2 separate regions of the Triticum aestivum genome follow, and region 2 is linked to region 1. A link is a contact called in public Hi-C data. All regions are on one chromosome and are shown on one strand. Each heading gives the region's core, a stretch centred on a gene start, on an enhancer-like site or on the middle of the called end of the contact. The rest is flanking DNA. Distances are from core to core; before and after follow the strand shown.

Region 1 (3,186 bases), core at 381-2,880:
TCTTCTTTTCGGTGTGTTCGTTTCGGTCCATCGGCTAATTGGTGAGCGGAGTGACGACGATGGCGCGCCATGTCCGCCTGTGCGCGTGTTTGTCCGCGACAGCTCCATGAAGGCATGGCAAGCCCACGCCTCTACAAGTAGACGCAATAAATATGCTCCAATCTATCGATGACTTTGACGAGGCAAGCGGCAAATCGATTGCAGATTTTAGAGCTCAATCAGCATGAGGACTCCCATCTCCATCACAGGGGGGTAGGAGGAGGAGTAAGGGGCATCGTCGACCTACATGGCGGAGCCAATGAATGCCGTGCAGTGCTGCGGTCTCGTAGTACAAGTGGGACTGCCGGTACCAGTACCAGTAAGGCGAGGCAGGCCGGAGCTGCCCGGAGCAGGGAGGGCATCAATGGCGCCGCATTGATTAAACGCTGCAGCCCCATGGCCATTTGCAAATTGCAACTGCGAGATCCGACTCGCCCACCAACCAACCACTAATAGCGTCTCCTGCCTCCTCCTGCGGCCTCTGCTGCTGCTCGCGTCTCATCATCAATGCCAGGGCCAATTAATGACGCCCCACCCACAGATCGATTTGATTCAATCCATCGCGATTACGCACAGCTAAGTAGGGGTGGTGGTACTAGTCGTAGCAGTAAAGCGCGGGCTGGCGTTTGTATGAAGGCTGGTTAGTACGGAACGGTAGGGGGGAGAGCGATGCGAATGCGAATGAGGAGCGAGGGAATGCTGACCGGTAGTCGTAGGCGCAGGGGCTGCCGGGCGTGGGGCAGGTGGCGAGGGAGAAGGGGAGCGACTTGGTGCAGGTGTCCGACGCGCACGAGATGGGCGCCCATGTCCTGGAATCCTCGGGGCGGAACGCGCGCCCCGGCCCCGGCCCCGAGTCGGCCGGCGAGAGCGAGGAGTTGGCCGAGGCGGGGCGGCGGCACTTGACCCAGGTCAGGTCGCTGCCGGTGTCGGCCACCAGCAGGAACGGCTGCGCCGGGGTGCCCACGCGGAAGCGCACGAAGTACTGCCCAATGCCCGTGTACGCGCCGGAGGTGAGCGGCATCGCGAAGGCCGCGGCAGCCGAAGAGGCCGACGACGAGCCCGCCGCGGTCTCCCGCGTGCGCCGCCGCCCGTGCGAGGCGATGAACGCCATCCGCTGCCGGTCGCTGCGCGCCAGGTCGGCGAGGGACACCGGCGCGGCGAGGCGGAGCAGGGGGAACCGCGCCGAGTCGCTCGCGTGGCGGCCGCTCGCGCCTGCCAAGAACGCGGCGGCCACCGCAACGAGCAGCAGGGTCAGGCGGTGACCCGCCATTGCAGACGGCGCGGCAGATTCTTGGTTTCAAGCTTTGCTAGGCCGCCAACGAGACGCCCGGCGATGTGTATATATGGCTGGCCCGCCGGCGGCCGTACGCGCCAATGCGCGCGCGCCTCACGGCTAAGCAAGCAAGCCGCCGCCGAGCTGCCGCGGCGGTGGTGGTGGTGCTTTTGTTTGCGCTCGCGTTTCGGGCTGCGTGTATGTATTTGTGTTTGTGTGCCGCTTTGGAGTGCGTATTTATCTTGCCCTCTTTGCGTGGGGGAGGCAGCTAGGTAAGGTTAGTTTAATTTAGTGTTAAGCTTTTGTTCAGGGTGGTGGCTGTGCTCTGCCTGTGCTGTGCGTCGTCCGGGCGGCATTGTTTGGCCCCTGCAGAGGTGGTGCGACGCGACGCGCTTGGGCGCTTGCGCTTGTGCTTTGTGCGCGCCGTGCTGGCCGCGGGTCAAAGTTTCCTGGGACTCGCTGTGCCGGATTTCGGTTGGATCTGTACCGTTAACACAGATGTTTTTTTTAAAGAAAACTTTTTATTTATTCATCAATTATCAATGTAGTACAAAGAACACTGAAAATAAAATTTACATCTAGCTGCGTAGATCATCTAGCGACGACTACAAGCACTCGAGCGAGCCGAAGTTGCGCCGCCGTCATCACCCCTCCCTCGTCACAGTCGGGCAAATATTGTTGTAGTAGACAGTCAGAAAGTCGTCGTGCTAAGCCTCCATAGGATCAACTTATCAAAACAGCAACTGCCGCCGATAAAGAGAAGTGTAGATCGAATGGATCCAACTTGCAGACACATAGACGTAGACGAACGAAGACCGGATCCACCAAAGACAAACGCCGACCGGATCCCACGAGATCCGCCGGAGACACACCTCGACTCACACTCCGACGACACTTCAAGCATCACCAAAATGGGGCTAGGCAGGGAACTTATTCCATCTTCAAGAAGCCGTCGCCGCCTCATCTTCTTGACCATGGCACAATCCCTAATAAAACTTAGAAAAACATCTAAAAACGGAGCCCTGCCGCCGGCAAGGGTCAGGATCCACCGCGCCTTCATGGTCAAGGACCATAGGAGACGAGGCTGACCGACGACAGCGCCGACGAGAAGCAGGGAAACCCTAGATGAGAGTCGCACGAGGGCAGGAGCGAAGGGGTGTCGCTTATGGAAATAAAGTTGTCGTGTCGTATACTCCGTTAACACAGATGCTCTAAGCGAACTGAGCCTTGCTAGCTTAGAGCATCTCCGGCAGACCCCTTAGACCACGGAACTAAAAACGCGTGGTTTTTAGTTCACGAAAAACGGATGACCCCCAACCCCGCCCCCGCGTCGCCCGCGTCTGGCGACACGGGGGAAACCCTCGCCGCCGGGAGCCCCCCTTCGACTTCGCCACGCCCGCATCACCACTGCCGGAGGGCCGGCCGGCGAAGCCGCGCCGCGTACGGGGATGGCGGCGGCGGGGCGATTCCGTTCCTGCCCTGCCCCGCCCTGCATCGTGCAGCCCTTCCGCCACCGTCTCCCTTCAACGCCGCCGCCGGAGGGCCGGTCGTGCCAGCCGCGTCGCGCCTGAGGATGGCTGCAGTGGAGCGTCCCTCCCTCCCCCCGGCGCTCGCGCTGGAGGCCTTCCCACCCCACGGCCCCAGATCGGATCTGGCGCGCCGCGACCACTCCCCCCGTCCAACTGCTGCACACATCCTGTTGGTCCTGCTCGTCGGCGCGGTCGTGTCCGTGCTGATCCTCCCCCAGTCCGCGTCTTGCTCCCAGTGGTGCAGCCCCTCTTCTTGATGCCGTCCGTCGGGGCGGGCGTGACCCTTGGGGGAGGTGGCCGGAGCTCGGTCCTGCCTAGGTGTAGACCACCTTCGTCCCCGACGAT
Region 2 (2,939 bases), core at 205-2,704, 180 kb after region 1:
TAATGACGGACGACAGAAACCCAATTCACTTTATTTTTATTTTTATTAGGTAAAGATAAAGATAAAGATAAATCGTTTCTCAAATGTCGCGGCACATATTCTGACTAGATCTTCTGAGTCATTTGATGGCTCTAGTTTTCATGTAACTCTGGATTGTATCCGGGAGACACTTTCACTTGTTATCCTTGATCAATAAAGCGCGATATTCCTAGTATATAGAGAAAAAAAAAAGATTGGTGCTCCGTGTAACCGGGGCGATCATGCGTGACGGGGCGAAGGGGCGTCCACCCCGAATCCCACTCCCACGCGACGCCGCGCGCGCAGAGCTGGTGGCCTGGTGCCCGATCAGACACGACCCGGTATTGATTGGCAACAAGTTCCCAAAAGCGAAGCCACAGGATTCAAAATTTGTCCGCGACTACTGCTGAATGCCGCAGGATGGGCGGGGAAGGAAGCAAGGCCACATGCCCAGGCGGCAACATATTCTGTCACGGCACATGGTGGTACTCCATTGGTGCCTGGCCTCCAGCTCATCGTCCATTTGACCACATTACCGCAGGGCAGCAGCACCCTCACATGTGTGCCGTAGCCCGTAGTCCACTAGCAGCGCGGGAGCAAAAACAGCTCTGCCTGCGAGCTGATTCATTAGGGTTAAGGCCTTTCCAACGATGACTAAGGCCGCGCTTACGTTCAATTGTCAATCACAGGGGATTCCTCCCGCGGCCCGAATTTTTCTAGTCGATCTGTAGGAGTAGGTTGGAGGATGTCTGCGTTGGTGGTCAGTACGTATGTCACACGCGTATTCCGGATCTCACTGCACGCTGGGTGGGTGACCACTGGTCTTATCATGCACAGCGAGACGTAAATAAAATAGTAGCACTAGAAACCAATCCTTCTATCCCAGCCCAGGTGACGAGGAGAATAGCACGGTGCTATTTTGCGTGTGCGTGCGTGCGTCTGTGTGTGTGTGTGGGGCAATTCTGGGCCAGAAGGGATTGCTTGCATTGCAAGCCGTGAATCTAACTAAATGGGTTGGTTGTTGTAGCAGGCATAGGAGTCGAGTCGATCGTCACCACTCAGCCCCACAGCAATGGAGCCTTCCCTTCCTTGAAGCGACGTAAAACTCGGCTACGCACTGCGAAATTCAGGTTCAGAACACGTGCACCGAGCTGCTCATCGTGCCATTTCCTGAGTGCCGACTGGCAAGCGTGGCATCTGTCTCCACAAGTTTCCGCAATACCAAATCGGGAAGTTGAGTTCACGCTCCAAAAGCTATATAAATATATATGGAGCTAGAAAGTTCAAATGGTAGCCGATATAATGTGCTACATGGGGATCGGTAACAGCGCACGGACAGTAGCAGCAAGAAAAGGCACGACCAATTGGCTTGGAGCTTTCAGAAGGCACAAGGAAACAAAGATGCGAGATTGTCACTCACCAGCTGGACTACACAAAATCCCAGAAATCGCAAGCGCGTGCATGGTAACACGCCATCGCTACCAGCAGCGCCTCACCGCTCGGTGTAGATAACGTACTGCGTACGTACAATGTGTGGACACAATCATACGCAAGCACGTACAATATATCTATCCATCTGTACAGGCGGATCGATTGTGTACGTACGTACAGACTTTTGCTCTCATTACACCGTTGTTTATGGAGGTTGGTACGCCGTCGAACATTCCCCGCGGAACAAGGCCGAATCAGTGGGGGGACTCTCTTATCATTGCGGAAAGGAAAAAGTCCAAAACAAACCTTCAATTTATAGGCGAAAGCTAAATCAAACCTCGAACTCTCAATCCCTGAAATAAGCATACCAAACTCTCTAATCCCGGTCTATTTTAAACCTTGACAGAACGTAGCCGGGATTTTCTAATTGGGCCGGCCCAGTAGCGCACTTACTCGCGCACGCGCACTAATCTGGTTTTCTTAGTTTCTTTCTTTTTGCGTTTTCTTTTCATTTTTCATTTTTTACACATGTCTAAATTTGCTCAATATCCAATGTACATTTTTGACGCACACATTAAATATTTTTGGATAAACTTTTGATATTTTCAAATACATTATGTACATTTTTAAATTAAATGTTTTAAAAACTTTTTGAATACATGGTAATATTTTTTCAAATACATGTTTTACATTTTATTAATGACAAAAAACATTTTATAAAACTACATGAACACCCTTTTATGTGGTTCAATATTTTTAAATCTGCATACACTTTTTTCAAGGACATGCCACATATATTCAGTTAAGGTTATGACACATATTTTTACATCACGCAAACATATTTTTACATTGCACACACATTTTTTTGAAAATGTCGCAAACACATTTTTTGAAACTCGTGAGCACTTCAAAATTTTGTTCAGGTTGCAAAAAATGTTTATAAAGGTGTTCGCTTTTTCAAAGTTGTTAGTTTTTAAAAGTATTCAGAATTTTCAAAAAGTTCTCACACTTTATAAATGTTCAAATATTTCATATATAAATACGTTTTCAATACTTGTTTGCCCCTAAAACATATTTTCAAAGTTCGATGATTTGGTTTCTGATTAAATATTTCGGGCCTCTGACTATGTCAGCCATAGTTATCTACTGTAGTGGCTACCAGGTCCCAAGGTCAACTCCAGGGCATGTTTTTTTGTGTTGAAATTATTAGGTCACCCGATAAGAAAAAGAAAGAAAGAATTTTTATGTCCCATTGTTAAGGAAAAAAAACTTGCTTTATGTCTGGTGAGCTGGCCAACAATCTGAAACATTTTATAAATACATTATTTATGAAATAGTTTACGAAATACCAAAAACATTATTAAAAAATGTGACACAATTTTAAAAATACGAAACATTTTTCAAATCATGTGAAAAACTGTTGGAATTCTGAACATTTTTTGACAAATGTAATTTTTTTGAAATCACAAACAGTTTTTTAAAATGCTAAT

What was found. A called contact is a pair of places that touch in the nucleus more often than the background predicts.
Region 2: a Hi-C map of leaf shows a contact between it and region 1, with 5 times the contacts expected there. The contact joins the enhancer-like site here to the promoter of LOC123070578 in region 1. A contact is called at or near these places in 2 of 5 Hi-C or Micro-C datasets (both in leaf) and 1 of 1 datasets of contacts at active chromatin or transcription factors (leaf).

Annotation. Positions count from the first base shown.
Region 1 is chr3B:500,008,524-500,011,709 of IWGSC CS RefSeq v2.1, forward strand. It overlaps LOC123070578 (aspartic proteinase NANA, chloroplast), which reads right to left and starts at 1,631. Exons shown (of 2, transcript XM_044493837.1): 1 at 744-1,631. The coding sequence starts at 1,309.
Region 2 is chr3B:500,186,972-500,189,910 of IWGSC CS RefSeq v2.1, forward strand. No RefSeq gene overlaps it. Among protein-coding and RNA genes, the nearest start is that of LOC123070579, 12 kb to the right of the region's middle. Within about 2 kb of position 1,455, at least 4 of the 8 cell types and tissues checked have an H3K27ac peak or open chromatin away from gene starts, as enhancers often do. A contact at or near this core is called in leaf, where this site is marked.